Regions from separate parts of the Zea mays genome. Here region 2 is linked to region 1. Evidence: chromatin contacts called from public Hi-C data. All regions are on one chromosome and are shown on one strand. The core of a region is the stretch at or near the end of the contact, and the rest is flanking DNA. Distances in the headings are between cores, read along the strand shown. Region 1 holds the start of LOC100284982 (eukaryotic translation initiation factor 4B). Region 2 holds the start of LOC103641769 (putative replication protein).

Region 1 (5,405 bases), core at 163-2,662:
AGATCTATAACTTTGTAGTACATCAATTTTTTGTTTAAACATATATTTAGGCCAAAATCATTGAAATAATGTCCAAATTTATATCAAATTAATATACTTTATCATTTTTATGTGGGGGGCTTAATGTTATCTCCACGTGGGAACTTAAGGTTATATTTTTAGAGACTATTTATTAGTATTGGTAACTTATTTGCAATTTTTGATCGACGTTACATTATTTTATGGATTTAATTGTATTTTGATAATTTTCTATGAAAAAATTTTAATAAATGTATAAATAGCCTAAAAAATCATTTAATTTTACGGAGGCACAACATATGTTCATATATAACCATAAAAAATGTTTGGATTATAAGATCTATATTTCACTTTCACTTATTTGTATGAGTTACATATGAAATCACTATAAGTATCAAGTTTCAACATAATTAATACTTTACTTTATCATTTTCATATGAGGACTTGAGTTATCTTCGTATAAAATGTTTATTAGTTTTTGTAACTTATTTGTAGTTTTTGAGTGAAACTAGAATATTTTATGAATTTTTAATATTGTGGTGTTGGTTCTATAATGTCATCGTGATTAGTAACTTTGAACTGCATGATGTCAATTTTATTGGTTTCCTTTCCTACATTTGATCTATCATATAGATGATTATGTTTTGCTTAATTTATGTATTTGTTGTATGGTTGGACAATTAATATCATCGTGACGAACTACCTGACAATTATTCGGTATCTACCCGAGTAGTATCTGTTTCTTACCCGCTCGGATTATTACCTGGTTCCGTAATATATCCGTCATGAATCTTAACTACCCGTATCCAATCCCGTATATGAGAGAAATACGTTATGTTAGAATACAGGATGATCTTGTATCCAACTATATCCGTCCCGTTTCCATCTATAACGAAGTGTCTAAAATCGATGGGAAATTTACTCTACCACCACCACGATCATACGAAACGCGGTGCGGCGGGCACGCCGTTTTTCGGTTCCGCCCCTGGGTACAGCGCGATTTAGCGTGCACCACCCGATCCCAGCCAACAAGATCCCCTGGCTCGTCTCTTACTCTCTTCCTCGCATTCGCATCGCCTCGATTCCACCCACCCACCTCCGTCCGCCTCCGAGCACCACCAAACCCTAGATCTCGCACCGGCGGCAGCCATGTCCAAGCCATGGGGCAGCGTCGGCGCCGGCGCGTGGGCGCTGGACGCCGAGCGCGCCGAGGAGGAAGAGCGCGAGCAGGCCCTGACCTTTCCGGCGCCCGAGCCGCCCTTGCCCGCGGGCGGCGCCGCCAGCTTCCCGAGCCTCCGGGAGGCCGCCGCCGCGGGCGGCGGGGGCAAGTCGAAGAAGAAGAACAAGGGTACCACGCTGTCGCTGTCCGAGTTCACCACCTACGGCGCGGCCGCGGCCCAGCGGCGCGCGGCGCCCGTCGAGCCCAAGGGCCTGACCCACGATGAGATGCTGCTGTTGCCCACGGGGCCCCGGGAGCGCTCGGCCGAGGAGCTGGACCGCTCCCGCGGGTTCCGCTCCTACGGCGGCGGCAGCGGCTTCGGCGGCCCCGGGGGAGAGCGCCGCGGCGGCTTCGACGACGAGGACCGCCGCGGGCCGGGAAGAAGCTCGGATCTTGATATGCCCTCCCGCGCTGACGAGGCTGACGACTGGGGCGCCACCAAGAAGTTTACCCCGGCTCCCACGGACTCTGGCCGCCGCGATAGGTTCGGCGGCCCTTCCCCTCTCGGCCGTGCTGATGATATTGACGACTGGTCGCGCGGCAAGAAGCCGCTCCCGGCGCGCTACCCCAGCCTCGGGTCTGGAGGTGGCTTCCGCGACTCTCCAGCCTTCCGCGACTCACCAGCTGCTTCTGATTCTGACCGTTGGGTCCGTGGCGCCACCCCTTTGCCACACAACGGCGAGGGGGCGGGGGAGAGGCCGCGCATCGTCCTGAATCCTCCTAAACGTGATCCGTTAGTTGCCTCTACCCCACCTGCTGAGGTGGCCCGCAACCGACCAAGCCCGTTCGGGGCTGCAAGGCCCCGGGAGGATGTGCTGGCGGAGAAGGGGGTGGACTGGAGGAAGTTTGAGAATGAGATTGAGCACAAGACCAGCCGTCCTACCAGTTCGCACTCCAGCAGGCCGAATAGCGCTCATTCCTCCCGCCCTGGGAGCCCTGGGTCGCAGGTTTCGGCAGTTGGGAGTGAAGGAGCACCGAGGGCACGGCCAAAGGTTAACCCATTTGGTGAGGCCAAGCCAAGAGAAGTGGTGCTGCAGGAGAAAGGGAAGGATTGGAGGAAGATTGATATTGAGCTTGAGCATCGTGCTATAAATAGGTATGATGTCCGTGGAATTACCATAGAATTTCTGTTACTTGTGGTTGAAAGCTACAAGCTCATACAAAACCTCGATTTTGTAATGGAAGCACTTGCTAATGGCACACCTTTTATCTGTTGTGTCATACAAGTTCTCTTTGCTAAAACTGACCTTTACCCCTGGTACGTACCGATCACGAGTGAGTCATGTTTTGTGATAGCACCCTGGTGCTTAGTACATCCAAGCACAATCTTGACATGACTACACATTGGTAGCACATGCATTTGTCATCACTCCATGTAATTAGGTCAACACTAAGGTTTTCTGTTTGCACCGAGACATTATGTGGCATGCTACCGCCATTATAGCTCAAGCTCACCATATGGACACCAGCAATACACTGTGTTGATCATGCTCATGCCTGAGCCATTGGATATTGATGTGTGACCCTTAATCTTACAATGCCATCCTTACTCATAATGATTTGAACGTTGTGCAGTTAATCAATGCTTATTTTAGTGAATTTTATTCTTGATATGCTCGTCATAATGTAGCATCCTTGTTAGTAAATCATTAATCACGTGTGTTGTTAAGGTCATGGACTCATGGCCATGGATCTGCGGCAATATGAAATGAAGCAAATGTTTGAAATGATATCTGGTGTGACATTTTTAGTGGGGTTGTAGTGGTATCTTGGTAAAGTTGTATTTCTATCACTTGGAGTTTTTGTTCACATCATTCACTGCCCTATATTTTCCTTGTCCTGAATAAGCATTAGAACAGAACAACTCTAAGAAGCTTTCTAGATGATTGAACAAACCCAAGCACCCCATTTTCTACATCAACAGCTCTGCCTCGCTAATCTGCTAGTACTTCAATATTTATGTTATTTATTTGCCTCATTGGTTAAATCTGATGTGTGAAGCGCATTAACTATAGTTAAAAAAGTAAATGTTGTGATCTTTGTTGATGGCTTAGTTACCATTTGTGGGGTTTATTTTAATTTATCTGACTATAAATAAAAAACTGTACTTTTTTGTTTTAATGTGCTGACACTCTCTGATTGGGTTTGTGTGCACATAATATCCATCAAAAGGAGATGTTTGTATAATTTTACATTTGACACTGCTGTCACGAGTACATCCTTTTTTAGTTGTTTGTTGGAGTTTTTCTTTCTACAAACACTTGGGACGTGTTTAGATTGCCTGGATCCTAGCGCATTTCATGTGAATTGGTGCAGGTTTGAGGCATCTAAACAAGCATTAAAAGCGTGTGTATCTGATTTTTTTATTAGTTTCTACTAGCAGACATTCAGGCTGCTGAAATTTCTACAATTTAAGGGTTCTGTTTTCTACTCCTGTTCCACATTGATGAGGCATTTTCTCCTGTGATTTTGTATAATTGGGATTTTGTATAACTTACTGATGAACGTGGGATCCCCTCTGGTTTTATCTTCTATTATAGTATTATGCGAAGGCTTGATGTCTGAAACTGCTGATTATTAAACTACTTTCAACACACCTAAACCTGGGATACAATAGCATTTTTTGTTCAACTAATTCAGCTTCAGTGCTTTTTAGGGCAATCCAGTCTCAGTATCATTTTCAATCCTCCCTGGTCTGTTAAAAATTTGAAGTAATTTATCTAGTTTGGTACTTTATCCTTTTCTTTGAAAGTCTTTTCATGTTAGTTTTTGGGGGCATGTTCTCATGTGAATTGAATATTCATGCACCAAACCTTTCAGGCCAGAGTCTGATGAAGAAAGAAATTTGAAAGAAGAAATCAACCTTCTGAAGGTGGATCTTAAGGAAATCGAGAGAAACATGAGTAATGGTTCTGACCAGACATCGGTAGATGCAAAAGGTTTGTCTGAGAAGATATCTCAGTTGGAAAGCCAGCTTGAGCAGCTTTCAAGGGAGTTGGATGACAAGATTCGATTTGGGCAAAGACCACGTTCGGGTGCGGGCAGGGTTACAGCACTTGCACCAACTAGTTTAGGGGAGGAACCACATGCTACAGTGGTGGACAGACCGCGCTCTCGTGGTGGTATGGAGCCACCACCAAGGCAGGAAGAAAGATGGGGATTTCAAGGAAGCAGAGAAAGGGGCTCTTTTGGTGCAAGCAGAAATTCGGACAGGTTTGTGCATTTTACTTGCTAACTTGATCATGTGTTCTCTCAAGAATCAAGATGCTTTGCTCAGGAACTTTTTTTAGAAAGAGCATGGGTGAAGTTTGAAAACCTGTGTTTTGTCTAGGAACCTTTTTTTAGAAAGAAGCACGGGTGAAGTTTGAAACCTGTGTTTTGTTTAGGAACTATTTTTTAGAAAGAAGCATGGGTGAAGTTTGAAAACCTGTGCTTTGATGGTTGGTCGAGTTTTAGGTTAAATGCCTGCCCTCTTATGTTACTTCTGATCATGTTTAGCTCATGGCAAGGATTGATGCACATTGGTAGACTGAAATTGTAGATCAGTCAATTAACCATGTGCATGATTCTGGCATAATCATCCTTCAGATATTATGGCCTCAGTTCAGTGTGTCTGTGCTTTGTGTGACTACCGCTCTTTAATGTGTAGGTTTCAAAGATTTTAGAATGCAAATCTGTCTTCTTTCTTTTGTTGTGCAATTAAACGGCACGCTGTTGGGATTTCTAATCATTTTACTCTTCACCATTTTTTTACAGGCCAATGGCAAGGCAGAGATGGTGAAACTGGGACAACAAGCATCTCTTAGGGATATTTCCGGTTCCCAGTCCCTTTTTTTGTTCTGAAAAGATGGGCAAAATAAGTCGTTACTTATTTGTTTGTCGTGTTTGCTTGGTCTAGAAGATTGTTGAGGATGGAGATAACTCCACATGAAGTTATTGGTTTGTCAACTCTATGCCGTAGGATGTTTTGCATTTCCCTTTTTGCCATCTACCATGTCAAAACGATATCTTAGCAACCTCCGATACTAACTGTTATGCTTACTGGATTCCAGTTCAGCATATGTCACTAGTTGATTATTTGTGCACTGCTTAGTGGAAACCTTGGATTTGCACTTTTACTGATGCTATGTCACCTTTCTGTTAGTGTTTTTTTTAACTCTGAATCCCG
Region 2 (5,561 bases), core at 2,252-4,751, 190 kb after region 1:
TTTTGTTCGTTTGTTTTCAACCTACCAACATGTTTTTTTGCCCATCTGTTTTCAACTTACGAATAGGTTTGTGCTGGACTTTCATCCTGCCTCCAAGAGTATAAGTCTAAAAATGCACAGCTGGAGGAACTTCTTGTTCAAGAGGTCTAGTTAAGTTGCGAACACATGCCACCCAATGATACTCAGTGTCGTAGGTCATAGAAATAAAATAAAGAGCAGTAGTAAAACATTATCCAGACAACTAATTTATATTGACTGGAAATCTAGAGCACCAAGTATGAAGTAATCTTATGCATTATGTGTATATTTGGAAGCTATCGACAGCAGAATAGAATAGGTACTGGGTATGTCGTGTACCTTGTTTTCAAAGGGATGGAGATACTTGATGTACGACACCTTTTGCTCCTCAGCAACAGGAGATATAAGCTGGCTCGAAGTAACAGTTGCATTCCACTTCACTGGTTTATGATCACCGCGTGCGCTGGTTTGCAATGTATTTGTAGAAGCATTGCATTAGAAAAAGGCAAGAGCAGGCAACATGTGCATATATTTGATAACAAGAGGATATCATTACCTGGACGTAAGGGTTTCTACCTCAGGAATGGATGGATTGATGTACCACTTACATGGTGAGCTTCCAGTCAGACAAAGCACATCTAAAAAAGGGCAGAAGGTATAAATGTATGGGAGTCAGAAAAAGACTAAGTGTTACGTGAATATACCTGCATATTTTTTGACGAGTGTGCCAACAAATAGCACAATCTGTGGGGAATTCTGCCCATCTTCGTATATGCGCTCTCCTGGGAATAGGGTGGCTTGGGCACCCCACAACACGACATTGACCGAAGCACCTCTGTTGTTTCCAGTTCGAGTATGGAACATGAGTCACAAACAATGTATATGTAAGACAACGACAAAATACATACCATACATCTAGCAGAACACAAGGTAAGAACAACCATGTAGTCCAAACCTTGCACTGCATATGGAAATGTTCCTCTTCAAGCTAGAAGCTTGTTGTCCTTTGGAGCGATGTGGCGAAACATCCGAGACTGAATTAACTATCCCAATGGCATCTGCTTTCAAACGAGCAGTATATACAATATTAGCAAAGAAAAACAGGCGTCGTAAGTATATAGGTAACAACGTTTACCTGTATAGTAGTCTTTATGGTCGATGCGTGAATGGATCTGCTCTATGTGAGTGAGGGAGTAGGTAAGTGTAGGAAATGCAGGAGGAATCTCAATAACCTGCTCTAACTTTGTCCAATTCGTGAAGGTAATCATGATATCATTTGGAACTGGCTTATACAAGTTGTTCGACGCTCGAACTCGAAAGTATGTCATGTTGTACACGCTGCCTTCTTTTATGAGTGGCCTGAATTTCTCTATGAAGGGTGGGTATATCGTAGCATGTATGCTATTTCCCTAGATATAGAAAGATGTAGATTCAACTTTAGTAAGAGTAGAAACAATTCAGCTAGTAAAAAGAAGACACATTAGGCTCTCTATTATCATATTAAGGGGAAAAACACCACTAAAGCAAACTGGTGAGGATGTAGATTAAACTTTAGTAAGAGTAGAAACAATTCAGCTAGTAAAAAGAAGGCACATTAGGCTCTCTATTGTCATATCAGGGGGAAAAACCACTAAAGCAAACTGGTGAGATGCAACAACAAGCTGGTAGAGGTTGTTGCTACTTTACCTCTTCATCGAGCAACACCATATCACAGTGTAGCAGCCTTGCAGCATCCTGAGGATCAGAAAAGTCCCAAAACCGAGAAACACGGACGCATATCGTCACAGACAGGTTCCCACACTGCAGGCTTAGAATCAACACGTCTCCCATCTGCAGTGTTGACCCAAAAATGGCATAAACATTAGAGAATACAGCAGCAGGGAAATAGATAAGGCTAGTATACGTATTGCACATCAGTAGAACAATTTTACCTCAAAGCAAAAGATAATGTACACGCAGCAAGAAAAAACGAAGATAACAAGCATGAAAAGAGACACAATCGTCTGAGTAGCAGCAGCGCTAGAGTATTTACATATCATTGCTATGTACAACACAAAAGATGGATGAAAAATTAGGTGGCTAGTATGGCAGCCGCTTCAGCGACAGTGAGGACTTCGTGGTACACCACATTTCAAGTCTGTACCCCGCACGAACCGTCCTCATTCTCAATCAGGATTCTAAGGCCACCTCTGGATGTAGTCCTAGATACGGCCACATAAAGTTGTCCATGAGTGAAGACCGGTTTCTTGAGGTAAAGCCCAACCCTGGATAGGGTTTGTCCTTGGCTCTTATTAATTGTCATTGCGTAGCATACTCGTACTGGGAATTGCCTTCTCTGGAGTGTGAACGGCCATTTTACATCAATAGTATTGAGGGTTATTGTAGACCCCTAAAACTTAACTATAAGTATATGCATAATGATATTATATTAATAAGTTATGTGGGAAACAAAATTAAGATTTATGCTAGCCCATGCATTACTTGTAAGGCATATATACTCCTTTTTACATGCTAATCGATATATTAGATTATGCATCATGCTGGATTTTCTTGAGTTGTGCACTTAACTGGAAGACTTGAAATATTAAGGGTTGAAAACTATTCAAACTCAAAGATGAAATTTGAAAATTTAAAATAAGGAAAAGGTAAAAAAACTAGGAAATTATAAAAGAAAAGGGAGTAGTTCTGGCACTGGGCCGCGTCCCCTCATTTTCCCCTTCATCAGCCGGATGGGCCAAATACCTCCTAGTGGCCCATCAGCTCGCCTTGTATTTTTTTTCCTGTGCGGCTGACACGGTGGGACCTGATCGAAGGGCGCCCATCATGGCTTGGAAACCAGCTCACTCGCGTCGTTGTCCCGCTGCTGCTGGTGGGCCACCTTGGCAGGGTCGTCATCTTCCTTGAACCGAACACCGGAGAAACGCAACAGAATACCGTATTGCGCGCTGAGATCCCGATTCACCGCAACAACCTCGTCGATCCGGCCGGAACCAAACTGCTGCTTCCCCTACGCATATAAGTGAATGTCTGTAACCCCATTGTCATGCACGGTCGATAGAATCCGCGGGAATGCGAGAACCTGAGAGCGCGTAACGAAGAAGAGAGAGAAGAGATTGGGGGATCACTGCTTGGTGTTCCTTCTGCGCGCGCAGACGGATCTGTGGGCTTCATCGGGTCCCCGGGAATGTACTCATAGCTTCGGGAGGAAGGATTGGACCTGGGTGTGCCCTGAGATGCTCATCGTCGTGAGACTGTCGCCGCCGGTAGCTCCACGCCGTGGGCAGCTCCACTGCCCCGCCATGTACGGTAAGACCAGTGATCTCAAGTTCACCATAGCCTCTTTTTCGGGTAGAGACTTCTGGGATAAAGTATCGCGCTCCAGGAGGCTGGTCTGGTGGGGCTCATCGGTCGCCGCCGTGGGAGTTTTGGCGCCGCCGCCTGTGCTGACTGGGGGAGGAAGAAGGTCTTGTGACCGTTGATCTGCTAGGCCACCAACGGGGTGGATTTAATCAGGTGTATGCTAGTTGCCGTGTGATCCAGGCCGTTGAATCCCTGGCGAGCAGTTCGGATTAGACCAAGGCATGATAAAGCTTGGGCCATTTGATCTTTATCCAACGGTAGAGATCGCGTACCGGTTCGTGATCGGTTATGGGCCCTTAGATCGTGATCGGACGGATGTGAATGGGGCTTAGTGTTTAAAAATCTGGACGGTCGATCTTTGATCCTACGGTTAGCGTGTCCTACCGCTTGATAAGTGATGGCGATCTAATCTGGACCCTCGGATTAAAATCCAACGGCTGAGATATGAGAAAACCCCTTCGGCTGACAACTTTGCTAAACAGTCCCCGTGCTTTTACGAAATAGAACCCGCCGTCCATGCGGGTGTGGTTCTGAGTGTTGAGAACATTTGCGCAGGGGCCCCTATACTTTACAGAATTTGATGCGCGGTCCAAAGAGATGGAAAAATCAGAAAAATAAATTTAGAAAATGATTTTAATGTGAAAATAAATGCTAGAAACTTGTAAAATTAATAGTTAATTTATTTTAACTCCAAATTGAGTCATTCCAGTTGCAATAATTTTGTTTTAGTATTATCTATCAACTAATAACACTGTTTAGCCATAAAACTTGAATTAAAATTGTTCCTTTGAATTAATCTGTTCTAGGTGCTAAATAACTCCATAAATTCATAACTAGAGAACCGTAACTCTATCCATTCTAGTTGCATTAGTTTCACAATAATATTTATTATCAACTGGTAATTTTGTTTTGTCATGAAATATAGGTTAAAATGTTGCACTAAGACTATTCTATATTTAACCACGTGGATCTTCGGAAAACCATAACTTCATAATCGTAACTCCGATTTTAGTGGTTCTCGTTCCCACGATCTCATAGCGACGCATAGATTATTATTACGCAGTTTATTCTTATGTTTGGTGTAATGTTAATTTTGCCTATACACTGTTTGTTTGTATTACTACGTTTAGCAGTGAGGACATGTGTCACCTGAAGAGCAAGTTGGTACCTGGAATCTCAAGTGCCAGGCAAGTTGTGCCCTTGATCACTTCTTTTTACCCACTCATGTTCTAATTAATCATAATGATCTGCATAGGTTAATTTTGATGGGACCCAATAGGTTACCCTAGTTTGACTATCTTTATACCTTGTTCACCACTGAATTTTTGGGTAGTACTTGCTATTGCTTTATGTGGTCTTGGGTATAGAGATACACATTACTATTCATGATTATACTTTTATTATCAGTTGTTTATTACTGTTCATGATAAGATCATTATGTTAATTGGAACATGGAGAACCACCCGGGAAAACAGTGCTACCACAAGGGTTTAATGGGACGCCCTTGGCTGATTAACTAGGAAAGCTAGTGGAGGTCTTCCTTACCCGAAAGGGGCAAGGGCAGTAGGGGAGTGGTCAGTGTAGGGAGGTCCTTGGTTGATTTTGCTGCGATGGCGGTCAGGCAAGAACCCTGCACTGGAGCTTCCTATAAACTGTAGCGGGATTTCTGAAGCTAGTGGAACTTTGTAAAGGCCTCGTAGTGTTACCCTGCCTTGCTTCCTCGGTAGAGGTGTAAGGGATTGGCCGTCTCTTGGCAGATGGGTAACATGACTTGTGGGTAAAGATGCGCAACCTCTGCAGAGTGTAAAACTGGTATACTAGCTGTGCTCACGGTCATGAGCAGCTCGGACACTCACATGATTAATTTATGGAACTAAATTCAATTTGTCATATGCATTGCATTGAGGGTGTTGTTGTTACTTTTGTTCTACTACTTAATTGGGTTTGGTATTTACTTATACTTAGTAATTGCTAATAAAATTTTGACCAACTTTAAAAGCAATGCTCAGCTTCAACCATCCACTTTGGTAAGCCTTACACTTCACGTGAGCTCCCACCTTTGGCGAGTTCATGCACATTATTCCCCACAACTTGTTGAGCTATGAACGTATGTGAGCTCACTCTTGCTGTCTCACACCCCCCACAGGTCAAGAACAGGTACCACAGGATGAGGCGCTTGGAGG

Evidence for each region. Hi-C and Micro-C count contacts between places; a contact is called where the count stands out from the background.
Region 2: a contact with region 1 is called in a Hi-C map of endosperm, with 2.4 times the contacts expected there. The contact joins the promoter of LOC103641769 here to the promoter of LOC100284982 in region 1. A contact is called at or near these places in 2 of 25 Hi-C or Micro-C datasets (endosperm and leaf).

What each region holds. Positions count from the first base shown.
Region 1 is chr10:127,929,803-127,935,207 of Zm-B73-REFERENCE-NAM-5.0, forward strand. It overlaps LOC100284982 (eukaryotic translation initiation factor 4B), which reads left to right and starts at 1,413. Exons shown (of 3, transcript NM_001157877.2): 1 at 1,413-2,333; 2 at 4,058-4,450; 3 at 4,994-5,355. The coding sequence starts at 1,465. The coding sequence ends at 5,018.
Region 2 is chr10:128,116,090-128,121,650 of Zm-B73-REFERENCE-NAM-5.0, forward strand. It overlaps LOC103641769 (putative replication protein), which reads right to left and starts at 3,502. Exons shown (of 13, transcript XM_008665101.4): 1 at 3,098-3,502; 2 at 1,705-3,025; 3 at 1,154-1,427; 4 at 974-1,076; 5 at 723-853; 6 at 575-656; 7 at 358-481. The coding sequence starts at 1,932.